Linked DNA regions of Mus musculus: regions 2 and 3 are each linked to region 1. The links are chromatin contacts, called in public Micro-C and promoter capture Hi-C maps. All regions are on one chromosome and are shown on one strand. Each heading gives the region's core, a stretch centred on a gene start, on an enhancer-like site or on the middle of the called end of the contact. The rest is flanking DNA. Distances are from core to core; before and after follow the strand shown.

Region 1 (4,341 bases), core at 953-3,452:
GTTTTTTTTTTCCTTTTTTTTTTTTTTTTTTTTTTTTTTTTTGCCATCAGCTTCTGACAGCCTGGGGAGTTCAGTAGGCTCTTGATTATTGTACTGTACTGCCAGAAGCTACCTTGAGAGCACTCACTCACTCACGGGCACTCCTTTGCTCTCTTCCACAACTCTGACATTTTCCTGCAGGCTGACCACCACATGGGTCACACAACTGCCCAGAAACACAGAGTATCTTTAAGAGAAGTCGCTGAATATGAGTAACAAAGGAAACCCCGGGCTGCCCACTGTCACTGACTCATTGTGTCCTGTTAAAACTGGCTCCTTAGGCTCTGCAAACAGACATTCCCAGCTTGTCTTTGGAGCTAGAGCAGCCCTTCTAGGCCTGGAACTGTCTCCTGTTTGCTTTCAGGGAAAAGATGATGAACTATGCAAATGACTCTCAGAGCAGGAGTAGAGAGAGCCCTGGGTAGTGCCAGCTCTGCACAGCCTGGGAATGGCACCTTCTCACATGCCTACCTCAGAGGGTAGGTGCAGAATTATGCAAATGATCCCATTTCTCAGTGAGAGGCTGCAAGTGTAAGATCAGGAAAAGATCCGCAGCCTTCTTTGTGATCCAAGTCACAATAACAGAGCTTTGCCTCTGCAAACTTCGGGGCGCTACGATTTACAAGGCTGAGCTGTCAGATACACTCCCACCCCCATCTCAAAAAGAATCCGAAGAATCAGGGTGGCCAGATCCTAAGTATTCAGGTCAAAACCCCTCTTATTTGCACCCAAATTTGCTCATGCCTTACTTGATAGAATTCCACAATTTTCCATCTAAATAATATTGCTTCTTGTATTTTACAAAAAAAAAATAATAATGCAACCCCCCAAAGGTATAGTATGTATGGAAAGTATATAGATTAATGCATTATATTCCATTAGCCAGCGTGGTCTAGGGAGAAAGCAGGACATGACTACCCTAACACCCCACCTCACCCCAGCCCCAGCACTGAGGGTATATAATGGTATCTACATATCTTTTTATTTTCTACTTTCTGAGCAATCATAGTAGGAGGAGTGTGGACTTGAAGCCTGCAGTCTGATCCAATAAGGGGAGCAAAGTTCTGAGGGACCCTAGGAAAGCCAACTTGCTTTCTCTGGGGCCTCCTGTCAAATCTCCTCAGAAGGGGCTGTAAGGTAGAGTTGAGAACTGTGATCAGTTAAGCCTTTCCAACCTGAGTCTGAACTGAATCCGTTGCAAAACTCCTCAGCCTTAGACCTTTGGGCTCTACAATAGGCTCTGCAAAACCATGGTTGAGCTTTACCTGGGAGAACAGACACAGTGAGCGAGCGCTGTGGGCTGAGAATTGCTCAGCCGCCTCCATTCGCATTCCCAGGACTCACACACAAGCAGAGATTCTATTTTCCAAGGGTAAGCGTGCTTGCGTGTGCATGTGGGTGCATGTGGGTGTGTGCGCCCGGCTGCAGAGGGGACATCACAAGCAAAGGTTGGGAGCTAGCTCCAGGTATGGAATGATCACCAAGGTTCATCAAACAGATAGCACCTTCCTTCAGAGATCAGCTGCAGCCTAAAGGTGGCTTCCCTGGACCCCCAATTCGTCACCTCCGGGTCTGGCCGGAGCAGCCCGAACGGCCTCTGCCCCTCTGCTCCTTTGACAATACTCACTGCAAAAGGAGCAGTTCCCAACACACAAAACAGAGCAGCCAGACCAGCAAGACCAGTAAAACCATTACAGCAGTCGATCACCCTTCCCGGAACTCCAAGGAAAAGTTTCCCAGTTTCAAAGCGAGCGTTTCTCAAAAGAATTGAAAATACCCCTCCGACTCCCCAGCTTTCCCGTCTCGGAACCTGCACCGAGGGCACAACCCTGAGCACGAGGTCCGGACTCTCCACGCGCTCCGGATCGGTAGCCTGTCACCCCTGGGGACGCCAGCAGGGGCTGGCCCGCCGGGCCACCGCAGCGACTCTGCGAAAGCCCCTGGGCCGCCACGTTCGTCAGACAAAAAGCGGCGGGATCTGGAGAGAGAGTGGTGGGCTCACCTGGGGTCTGCGGTCTCGCAGCCTCGCCGTCGGTGACCCAGCAGTCCGTTGCCCCGCCGGACGCCTCGGAGCATTGTCTTTAGCGTGTCTGCGCGGAGTGCTTGCCCAGCCGCGGGCGGCTGACTTCTGCCTGGGCCCGGCGGCCGGGTGGCAGCTGCGATCGCGGCTCCGCCCCCTCCGCCTCGGGTGACGCCGCCCGCTCCGCTCCCGCCGCACCCCCGCAGTCCTTGCCGCTGCCCCGCGTCTCCACCGGGCCTGCGCGTCCCGCCACTCTGCTCGTCCCCAGTCCAGGAGGGCGGGCGATCGCCCCTGCCCAGGTCCCTAGGAACTCCGCACCGCGCCCCGCCCCCTCGCTCGCCACAGCGAGGCTCCGCCCCCAGCCCGAGCCTTGGCGCCCCTAGACCTGGAGCTGAGCCCCCCAGAGCGTCCCCAGCTCAATCCCAGCTCAGCGCAGTTCTGCTTGGAAGATCTCTGGTGCTCCCAGCTTTCCTTAACCACAATGCACAGATAGGTGTGTCTGTCGGAGTAAATGCATTCTCATCCCTCCACCCAGCCGACCCTAGGAGACCCTGGTAGGGAGGGAGCAAAAGAACGAAACATGGAAGAGAGGGGATCCGGAGTACAATAATAAGATCTAGGGCGGTGGGCTCTGAAAGAGGCGTGAGCGCCTTCACTGCCACGTACTGTTATCCTAGGAGAACCACAAGCCGGCTGGAGCAGGGCTGGCTGAGAGATTTCAGGTCCTGCTCAGCTCCTCATGTCCAGGCCTCTAGCAAATGGCTCAGCACATCTCTTTGAACTTTAGTGTTTTAACAGTGGAATGCAAATGTTGGCCTGGAGGACCGGCCTTCAATCATGCTGGGGCACCCAGGTCCTCCACCTGTGTTTACACCGCTTCCAGTGCGTGAGTCACTGGCTGAGATACAAGGAGTTCAAGATATTGTTCCTCGGGCGAAAAATCTTTTTTAACTCTCAGGAGAGGGCCAGCCAGTCGCCTCCCTTCCTCCAGCTGCCTGAGTAGGACAGACTTGCACCTTGCCCTGGGTGTTCCCTAAGAAGCCAGGCACTGAAGTTACTGCTCAGGGCCAAGCCTGAGTGAAAACGGAATCCTCCCCCGCACCCCCCCCTCAACACATCTGGTTGCTTCCCTTTGCTTTACAGAGGCAGCGCGGTGTTACATCCTTAATCAGGATGATTCCACGGAGAGAAGGAAGGCACCACTCAGACCCTCCCCCTCTTCGCCTTTATGTGGTGTTAACACTGGCAGCGCTATATAGAATATGAAAGAGGAAGAAGACATGTTTTGGATATGTGTGGCTTCTATGTAAGGAGTGCAAAGGGACCATAAGGAGAATTTACTTATCATTCAATGTCCCTCATTACCCATTTAAGTACGGAAAGACTGATAGGAAGGTGAATAGGAGTCGTACTAACATTCATGAAGAACCTACTACGTGCCAGGCAACGTCACAGGGCAGGGTTAGCACATTTGACACAGCATAACACAGGTCCAGAAGGGTCCTATCCTTTGCCAGGGCTCCTCAGGTGAAAAGTGGTAGTGTTGAGATGGGAACCAAGAGCTGCCTGATTCCACCGAGAGTCCACCACATTGCCCTACCAGTCAATCATTTCAACAAGTACATAAGGAAAACTCTGGTGGAACGGCGCCAGCAGCATTACATTCTCCTGAGGGGTCCAGTCTACTTATGAAGACACCAGAGGGGAAAGTGCCAACAAGCAGACAGGTACAAAATGGTTTGCACTGGACAAACACAATCCGGACCCAAGAGGGGCTTTCAGTTCAGTGACACTGGGCCCTCTCATGGGGATTTTGGATCATTCATGGCTCTCAGCATTCAGCTCCCCACATCTTTCAGTCCTCTCCAGGGGGCATAGACACTTCCCAGGATAAATAAAGGCCATGCCAAGCACATAAGAGACACTTCCACACTTTTTACTCTCTTTACCCAATTTATCCTTAATGCACAAAGAACCCAAAGAACACAATAAAGAAGCAAAGTTTGCAACACAGAGAGACCGCTGTGGTTCTATAGCATGGCACAGCAAGTGAAGGGTTAATTTGGAATTTCTGCTCAATAAATGGTTCCCAAATGGTTTGCTGGGCTTACAGGAGATAAATACACAATACTGCCACTGCTGATCCATAACATGGCTTTTTCTTTCCCCTTTTATGCCAGCTATGTGGCAGCAAAAAAGGCTTCAGCCTGCCTAATGAAAAACAAATCTTCAAAAGTGGCAAAGATGTATACAAAATACCACCCACTTGCACAGTGCCTGTC
Region 2 (4,341 bases), core at 507-3,006, 860 kb before region 1:
TGAAGACTAAGCTAAACTTGTACTCCTGTCTCCCAAGAGCTGGGGTTCCAGACCTTTGTCCCCATGGCAAGCCCTGCTAGTATGTTTATGTTAGAATCATCTCATGTTTCAGCTTGTGCATGGCTTAAACCTGTTTTTCCTATTTGACTTTTGTCTAAATTGTGTTTTCTGAGCTATGTCAGTTGTCCAGTGAAAAAAGATGCAGTAGCTCTAACATCATACTTGGTCAAGTTATCACCTACACGGTGTTGTCAAGGAAAAGTAAAAGATGGCCATTATGATACTGGAAGACCTGCATGCATTTGTAGAAATTAAGACCACCTGAGAATATATATAAACAATGAAAAACCACTTAGCGTTCAGATAAGAGGACAGCTGTTGAGACATGCAGGCTTAATTTCTCCTGCATCTCATTATGTGGTTTTATACTTATTTCTTACTTGGATATTGGAATTATTCTTAAATTTTATATTATTGACAAGCTAAAATTGTACAACCCTCACACAGAGTCAATAATTAGATTCATCGAATTCCTAATCATTTTTTAAAGGACTAGTTAAGTCACCTAGAGCTATAGAATGAACTCTTTTAATGTAACTAAAATGAAAGGGAACGATTACTGAGTAGTTTCAACCAAATAAGATAAATGGACAGATGTTGTTTCCCGTTTCTCTGGTGTAAACAAGGAAGCTATCCCACTGGCCTGGCCACAAACCTACATGTCCCAAGGCCACTGTCCGTCTTACCCTTGCACTTTCCCTGAGGGAGAACTCTGGGTCATAAAAGAGACTCTGTATGAATTCTTTCCAGAAATGATTTGAGCTCTGCATTTGTGACATCTTATTATAAGACAAGCTAACATCTATTATTAATTGATGCACTAATTAAAGCCATATTCGCAGTTTCCATTAGCTTATTCCCTAAATTCTCCAGAGTTGGCTGTCTGGTTTTAATCAAAACCAAATGGTAGTCCTAGCTCCCAGGCCGGAGCAGCTAGGAGGAAGTCACGCAGTGGAGGCACAAAAGCAGAAAAGATAAACAGATGAGAGTTCACAAGCTGTCTGGGGAAGGAGGCATACACTCTGCTAGCCACTTTAGAGATGTGATTGAGAGACTCGGCCATGCTGGAGGAAGCATCGCAAGTGTTTTATGTCAGCAGGACTTCTAACTTGATCAAGATGGAGTCTGCCTTCTCCAGCCTTTCCAGCCTTTGCAGCCGTGGTTGTCTGTAACTGGAGGATCCCTTACTGGAGGTAAGGAGGCTTCACGTGCTGTAACACAAACCACTGTGTTCTGTTCAGAATTCTGGGGATGAGAGAGAGAGAAGAAAATTCTCTGTTTCCTCGATTCTCGGAATTTTACTTACAGATTTTTTTTCCTTCCCCAAGTCCAGGATTTAAATTTTGAAGTTATTTTTTAAGGTTCTAAACTTTAGAAGAATTACGGTATTAAAAGGCTCAGACTTCATCTGTCTTAGAAAACTTTTGAAATGAGAATTAGGAGAAGTGTTCTCCATTTAACACAGTAGAAAGTAACACTGTGCAGAGGGGAGAGCTGCACTCTCTTCCTTCCTTGTTTTCCACGAGCCCTGTGGGATAGGAAGGACTCTAGGACTTTCTGACGCTAACTAATCATCTCAAGAGCTTTGACAAACTCACTTTGGTTCTGTGTAAAATCAGAGCTTCAACGCCCAGGCGGCTCTGCTCAGCCCCTCCCCTCCGGCTTCGTGCAGGCTTTCTCACATGCAAACTTCTCGGAGGCAGGAAATACTTTGCAGGCAATCTGGGCCTGCTGGTGGAGGCCCCTCTCTCGCAAAACATCAGTCTGCATTTAGAGGACAGAAGTCACTAGGAACGCCTTGACAGGATCCGGCGTTAGCTGAGGCTCTCTCCAGCTGCAGAGGGGGTTTTTTGTTAGAATCACACACTGCGTTAAGGAGAACTGCTCAGAATAGAGCCGTGACCTCAGCCAGCAATGTGAACTTAGATTTTTTGGAGCCGCTAACCGGGACAGACTCCTCTCCTAGCCTGGCTGGAATAGCATCATGCCTTGGCGGTAACAGCAACTCCTGGTCCAGGTAAGAGGCTGCTGCTGCGACTGTCATGTAGGAGACAGAGCTGGAAAACCTTGCCATCTTCAGCCAGCTGTTGACTGCTTTCAGAGCTGAGCCCTGAAAAGCAGAAGGGGGAAAACTGTGTAGTCAGTAGACAGCGGGGAGTCAAAATCTTTTGAGCAAAATGTCATTTCTAAAATATGTTCCACGTAGCTCGAGTCTCTTTCCCCATGCAGAAATGTTTTCTTCTGATTTCTTTTTATTCTTAACTTACTGACCAATCCATCTGTAACGCGCCGCTGCTGATAGGTGTAGCATATCTGGGGGCCAATGAATCTTCTCAGATTGAAGTGTGAAACTTTAGAAACTCCTTTCTCCTCTCTGTTTTCCCAACAAAAAGAGGACATAACATTATAACGTTTTTTCTTAGTAATGTGCTTTCAAACAATAATCAGCGTCTTACTGAAAACTCTGAAAATCAAATTCTCTAGTATTTCCAGCTAGTTTCAGTCACTTACCCTGTTACTAACACACAACGTAAATTGTTATTTTAAGAGAAGTAATGACATACAAGTTTACAGGTTATTTCTGTCTCTGCACATTTAATTTCAGTTTGGGAACATAAGTGTCAGAATCGGGTTTTGTTAACATTAAACTTGGATTCGCCGCTCAGATCTCATGTTGTATGAACACTCCGTGTTGCTGAAGCAAATCTGTACAATCACATCAGTCATGGGAGAATCTAGCTGACCATTCATTCGTATTTTCTGTCATCGTCAAGTCAAATAGTCACCATGCTTCAGCCTTCTAAATTGTCTTAATGGTTAAATGTGTGGTCCCGGAGTAAATAAATGTAGCAATGGCTGATATAACCCAGAGTTACAATAACAAAGATGATGTTATATTTAGAAGGAAATTATTTTTGGAAAATTGTATGGAATAGTATGCAAAGATATTATGCCTATCTCCAAATCTGTGAACCAAACACAAAATGCAGTAAGTGAAGGATGGATAACAGGTTTGCCAGTAGGATCATAAGAAACCAATAAGGATGTTAATCATAAACTTCTATAAAGGACAAGATGACCATTTGGTGTGTTAGCTAATAGAATTTTTAATTTCTAGCCTAGAGTGATTTATATTGATGCTTTGATGTTGTTGCTAACAATTTAAACTTTGTTAAGCTTTTAAAAATGAGAAAAAGCAGATTTTACTATGTAGGAAGTGAAATTCTGTGGCTTTAGGAGAGCAATTGCCTACTATGTGCAATATAGTCTGAAATATTTTACAAAACGACCAAGTAGAATTTTCCTTTCAGGGAAAGAAAGAGCATTAAAATATCACTCTCTGGTGTTGTCAGGGATCACCAATGAGGAAGCTAAAGAATAGCATTCAAAAGTGTACTGTCCAAGGTCACACAGCTGGCTAGGACACTAGATGACAAGGGAACCATAGTCCCCTGCCTCATGTGTTATGGGCTTTGTACCACAGACCTTACTCTCAAACAATAACTATGCACAACAAAGTATCATTGTGTCCACCTACAGGAGGCCAACTTTCAAAAAGGAAATTAGAATTCTCCTTCTCTGAAAAGAAAATCAACCTTTCTGATTAACACCGTTTTCTCAATGGCTAAGATTTCTTAAAAGGATTCATTAGGCTCTCATCTCAGACTTTAAAGTAGTTGCTTTTTTTTTTTAATGACTATTTTGCTAAATCTTATTCTCATGTCAAGCCAGCCAACCTATATGCTATAATGAGTCATTTAAATAACTCATTTAAAACCAGTGTGTCTTTCAAGAAAATGACCTAATGAGGAACTTGCCCCTTTCATAACCTTATACTCAACTGGCACAGTAAAAACGTTATCCCTACCAATGACCTTCAGGTGTAATTTTAAGACCCTCACTTATAATTGCCTCAAGACTCTCAACAATCTCTCTATTATCTCAGTTAGATATTTCTGCCCCCTATTTCCAATTCTAAGAGCCAAGAGGCTCCATAAGAAAATGCAAGTGTGTGCATTCTACATTTTTTTCCACCTTTAGTCCACACATATACTCTATGGTCTCAATAATATTCTCTAGTACAGTGGTTCTCAACCTTCCTAATGCTGGGACCCTTTAAGAGTTTCTCATGTTGTGATGACTCCCAGCCATAAAATTAATTTGTTTCTACTTCATAACTGTAATTTTGCCACAGTTATAACTACTAATACAAATATCTAATATGAAAGAGATTTGGAAATAGGCATACTATCTTTGTATACTATTCCATACAATTTTCCA
Region 3 (4,341 bases), core at 515-3,014, 520 kb before region 1:
ATTCAAAGAAATATAAAGAATGGCGAAGCATTTCTTTTTGCTTATCAGTACCTTAACTCAAATTATCATGCAAGGAGCAAGCACATTCAAACTCTGAAAAGAAAAAGAAAGAAAAAAGAAAGAAAGAGAGAGAGGGGGAGGGAGGGAGGGACGGAGGGAAGGAGGAAGGAAGTAAGTAAGGAAGGAAGGAAGGGAGGGAGGGAGGGAGGGAGGGAGAGAGAGAGAGAGAGAGAGAAAGAAAGAAAGAAAGAAAGAAAGAAAGAAAGAAAGAAAGAAAGAAAGAAAGAAAGAAAGAAAGAAAGAGAAAGAGAGAAAGAGAGAGAGAGAGAGAAAGAAAGAAAGAAAGAAAGAAAGAAAGAAAGAAAGAAAGAAAGAAAGAAAGAAAGAAAGAAAGAAAGAAAGAAAGAAAGAAAGAAAGAAAGGAAGGAAGGATTCTGGAAGACAATGTAGAAAGACAGATAATACGAGATAGGTAGATAGGTAGGTAGTAGGTGATAGGTAGATAAACAATAGATAAATGATATACAGATGATAGATAAATAGATAGGTAGGTAGATAGATAGATAGATAGATAGATAGATAGATAGATAGATAGATAGATATCAAATGCCACAGTATCATTTGCCCACATAATTCAAAGTAAGTAAATTTACTTATAAAATTATTATCTTTGCTCTTAATTAAATTTGTATTATTTAAGAATGCCTATTCAAGATAAGAGTGAAAAACTAAAAAGCTCAGCCTTGCTTAACTGCTTGCTAGGCCCATTAGATGATATAATGTAACTACACAGAGCCGACTCATCAGCTTTGTTAAGTGAATTAAATACCACACAATAGGGGCTGGGCGTGTAGCTCAGCTGTACCTAGGATATATACAGCTGGGGTCTGATCCACAGCACCGCCTGAAGCCTGGCATGGTGGCTCATGCCTGTCATCTCATTACTTGGAACATGAGGGCTGGAAAGTAAGGAATCCAAAGACATCCTTTGCTACATACTGAGTTCAAGGACAGCCTGAGCTACACGAGCTCCAGTCTTAATAAATAAGTACACATTTGCATAATGAAACAAAATATATGCTATTATGTCAATTTTGTGTGCCTGGGAGCCTGGCATGTATAATATATATCAGTTATCTTATGTTCCTGAGTTATCAAGCTTCACTTTTTCCATTTACATATTCCATATTTTCTTAACTCTTCACAATGAACCTTTTAACCTGTATTAAATCACAGAGATAAAATACCACTTGCTTCTAAAATAACATAGCCCATCCCCAGCATTTAAAGAATTGTGTGTGACAAGCTAAAAAAGGATTATAATCAGAGCACGCTAATAGAATAGACCATCCAAGCCTACAGTTAACTTGGTTAATTCAGTGGGAGAGGCAGCCTAGTTGCTCACATGGAGTTAAAAAAAAAATTGCAATTTTTGTTTGCCGTGTTCTTGATTTTTGTGTTGCCAGAGGCCACATGAAAGAACCACATTCATCTTGGCAGAGATCAAGTGAAATTGGGGTGCGGCCGAGGCGTGCGCCTGAGTGTCACTGTTGGGTTCTCATCTCTGCCATTTCTAGCAGTGAGGCCTTAGGCTAAGCCCCAACTGAGCCTTCGGATAAACTAGACTTTCAAATAAATTCTACTGTAAATATGCTAAGTATCCCGGGAAAGCCTACTCATTGAAGTATTAGATCCACATCAAGAACTCAGTGCGCCCAGACTTTCCGCAGAGTGAGCATCCCGTGATTCCATTCAAGGGCGTGGGGCAATGGGAGCCCAAGTTCAGGGGCCATCTTACTCAAGGCGGTGAGACTGTGCTCCACCCCCTACCCCCCTTTGTTTCACTTGAAAAGAAGGCAAAGATACAGCTCACCTGTAGGGTATTGGTCAGGCTTATCCAGGCTCAATCTCTACTATCTCGGTGAGAAAAAAAGAAGAGAATAAGAAGATAGAAAAAGAAAGAATTCCACTGATCTCTGCAAGTTTGTCTGTCCCTACTTCACCCCCCAAGAAACTTCTCCAGATCCCCTCTTGACGCTCACCTTTATTTTACATTACCTTTGTCTGGCTTTAATAAAAACATGTTTGGATGACAGATGTCACATCCTAGGCTGATTCATACTTTGGTTTAAATGGCTACCCAAAAAGAGAATATTTCTATCATTTGTACAAGAACAGAGTCTCTCTGTACCCCTCATAATGTAAAGATGTTTCCAGAAGAATAAATTGGCCTTCCCCCCTATTCTGAATGTGAATTGTCTAAAAGTTATAATAACGGATCTAGCTGAACAGGGCAGCTACTTGTGGTAAATCTTTAAAAGTATAAACCTTTTAGCGCTTTTGTTTTGAAAGCATCTTAAAAAGTGAAATATCAGTTAGGGGAAGGAATCAGGAAGATCCCAAATTGGGGGTCACTAGAGCTAAAAAATAAATAAATAAATAAATAAATATTTCAGGACATCCATTGGGTTTCCAATTGAATTATGCCCCTTTAATTGAAAACCGCTAACATTATTTTCAATATTTTCCCTTTGTCATATTTCCTTTGAGCATTACAAATCAAAATTATTCTCCAGTCATTTCACAATGTTCCATTGAGCACAAATTGCATTACAACATTTTCCAAGCACAGAGGAGACCGCTGGTCCTAAGGGAGGCAAAGAAATTTCCAGAGATTATTTGGCTTCTATCACTAGACCAGAGGTTTAAACTAATTGCCCCAGGGATAAATGAAGCCCAAAGTTGAAATTGTTGTGGATAGCTTCAGATTTTTATTTTTATTTTTAAAATTCGTTTCTAGCATCTAAATGGTGGAAGCCTTGGCACTAACATACATAAACGGGAAAGGTGGTGTAGCTCAGCGGTGGAGAGCTTTCCTGGCATGCAGAAGCGGTTGGTTTGATTATCAGCATAGCAAAGAAGGCAAAGGAAAGGGAGACTGTGGGGAGGACAGAGCTTTTGACATTTTACCCAGTGCACTGGGGTTGTTCTGATAGCACATGCCAAACAGCGAGTACTGGACCAGCAGCCTTCTTCTCTCTGCCCTCCCCCTGCCCTCTCTTCTCTTAAGAATTATTTTGGCCAGGATTTAATGATGCATGTTATTAAAATACGGGGGAGGGGAGATATGTGGCAGTGTCCTCTGCAAACAGAGGCGTTAGACCTCCAGGAGGTGGGTTTACAGGTAGTTATGACCTGCCCTGCGTGGGTGCTAGGAACTCAGTTCAGGCTTTCTGTAAGAGCAGTGTGTGCTCTTAAAGGGCAAGATGTCTGTCTAGCTCCTGGCAGCTCTCCTCTCAGAGGGGCTCTGGGCAGCCCAGCTTGCACTGTCTCACTGAGGATTCCCTCAGTGGCTAGCATCACACAGGTGAGCCTTTCAGGTTGTGTTCCGTTTCTATCATGCAGTGGTGGGATGAAACCCAAGGGATGTCCTTGGACAACGTCAGTAATAGCTAAGTTCAATCATTAAGATAGAGCAGGAACCCATTATCATAGAGAATAGCTCTTCTAGTCTGCTACGCATTAGAGGAGCTAGCTATGAGGTTTTTTTTTCCTTAGTAATCCCACAGTCCTTAGGAAACAACCCTATATAGAGATTGCTGGATGCTGCTGTGGGTAGTCTCTGAGTAGATGATACTTGCCTCAGAGGTGAACGGCACAGGCCGTTATAAAGAGTCTTAATATTTTAAACCTTTGTAACTAGGAATTGATAATTTAATGACAACAACCTACCTCTACAAATACCTAATCTAATCTGTGGAGGAATCTTTTTTCTTTGTGTATGTGATGTATGTGTACATATGAGTTTGTGTGTACACCCACTGTCCGGAGGTCAGGGGTCAGTGGCAAGTGTCTTCCTCAGTTATTATCTCCCTTCCTGGGACCAGAACTCACTGATCTAGTTAGACTGGTTACATAACCAGCAAGCTCCAGTCTCTCCATGCTGTGGTTACTAAAACACTCCCCTTTTCTGGCTTTTGATCTGGATGCTGGGATCCTAAGCAGGTCTTCATATTTGCACAGAGTGACTTGGCCCTTTGAGCCATCTCCCCAGCTCTTGCAGGGGATATCTATTCTTAACGTATGAAAAACGCTTTCCGTGACCATGGAAAATGCTCCCCGCTGCACAGCGAAGCCTGCCTCTCAAGAGTCCAGTGCTTAAGATCAAATCTCAGTTCATGCGGCTCAGCAGACGAATGCAGTTTAAGGTCAGCTGCCCTAGACAGACAAATGAAGCCCGTGGTGAGGAGTGGAATGCTAAGTGAGCAGAAGCGGACTCTGAGCTGGCTTGGGGATCCTCCTTCATCCCCAAATGGCATTGTCTGTCCATACTCTTGATGG

Evidence for each region. Promoter capture Hi-C pulls out the DNA fragments that hold promoters and counts their contacts. Hi-C and Micro-C count contacts between places; a contact is called where the count stands out from the background.
Region 2: a promoter capture Hi-C map of stem cell-derived epiblast-like cells shows a contact between it and region 1, with 3 times the contacts expected there. The contact joins the promoter of Dlc1 here to the promoter of Prag1 in region 1. A contact is called at or near these places in 5 of 39 promoter capture datasets (the 3T3-L1 cell line, embryonic stem cells, hippocampal neurons and 2 more) and 1 of 115 datasets of contacts at active chromatin or transcription factors (microglia).
Region 3: a contact with region 1 is called in a Micro-C map of embryonic stem cells, with 2.7 times the contacts expected there. The contact joins the enhancer-like site here to the promoter of Prag1 in region 1. A contact is called at or near these places in 3 of 484 Hi-C or Micro-C datasets (all in embryonic stem cells), 1 of 115 datasets of contacts at active chromatin or transcription factors (extraembryonic endoderm stem cells) and 1 of 9 other capture datasets (embryonic stem cells).

The regions. Positions count from the first base shown.
Region 1 is chr8:36,092,689-36,097,029 of GRCm38.p6, reverse strand. Prag1 (PEAK1 related kinase activating pseudokinase 1) reads right to left here and starts at 2,202. Exons shown (of 6, transcript NM_172911.3): 1 at 2,042-2,202.
Region 2 is chr8:36,949,857-36,954,197 of GRCm38.p6, reverse strand. Dlc1 (deleted in liver cancer 1) reads left to right here and starts at 1,756. Exons shown (of 18, transcript NM_001194940.2): 1 at 1,756-2,077.
Region 3 is chr8:36,616,599-36,620,939 of GRCm38.p6, reverse strand. The region is part of intron 5 of Dlc1 (deleted in liver cancer 1); the gene reads left to right. Among named protein-coding and RNA genes, the nearest start is that of Trmt9b, 160 kb to the right of the region's middle. Within about 2 kb of position 1,764, at least 9 of the 459 cell types and tissues checked have an H3K27ac peak or open chromatin away from gene starts, as enhancers often do. A contact at or near this core is called in embryonic stem cells, where this site is marked.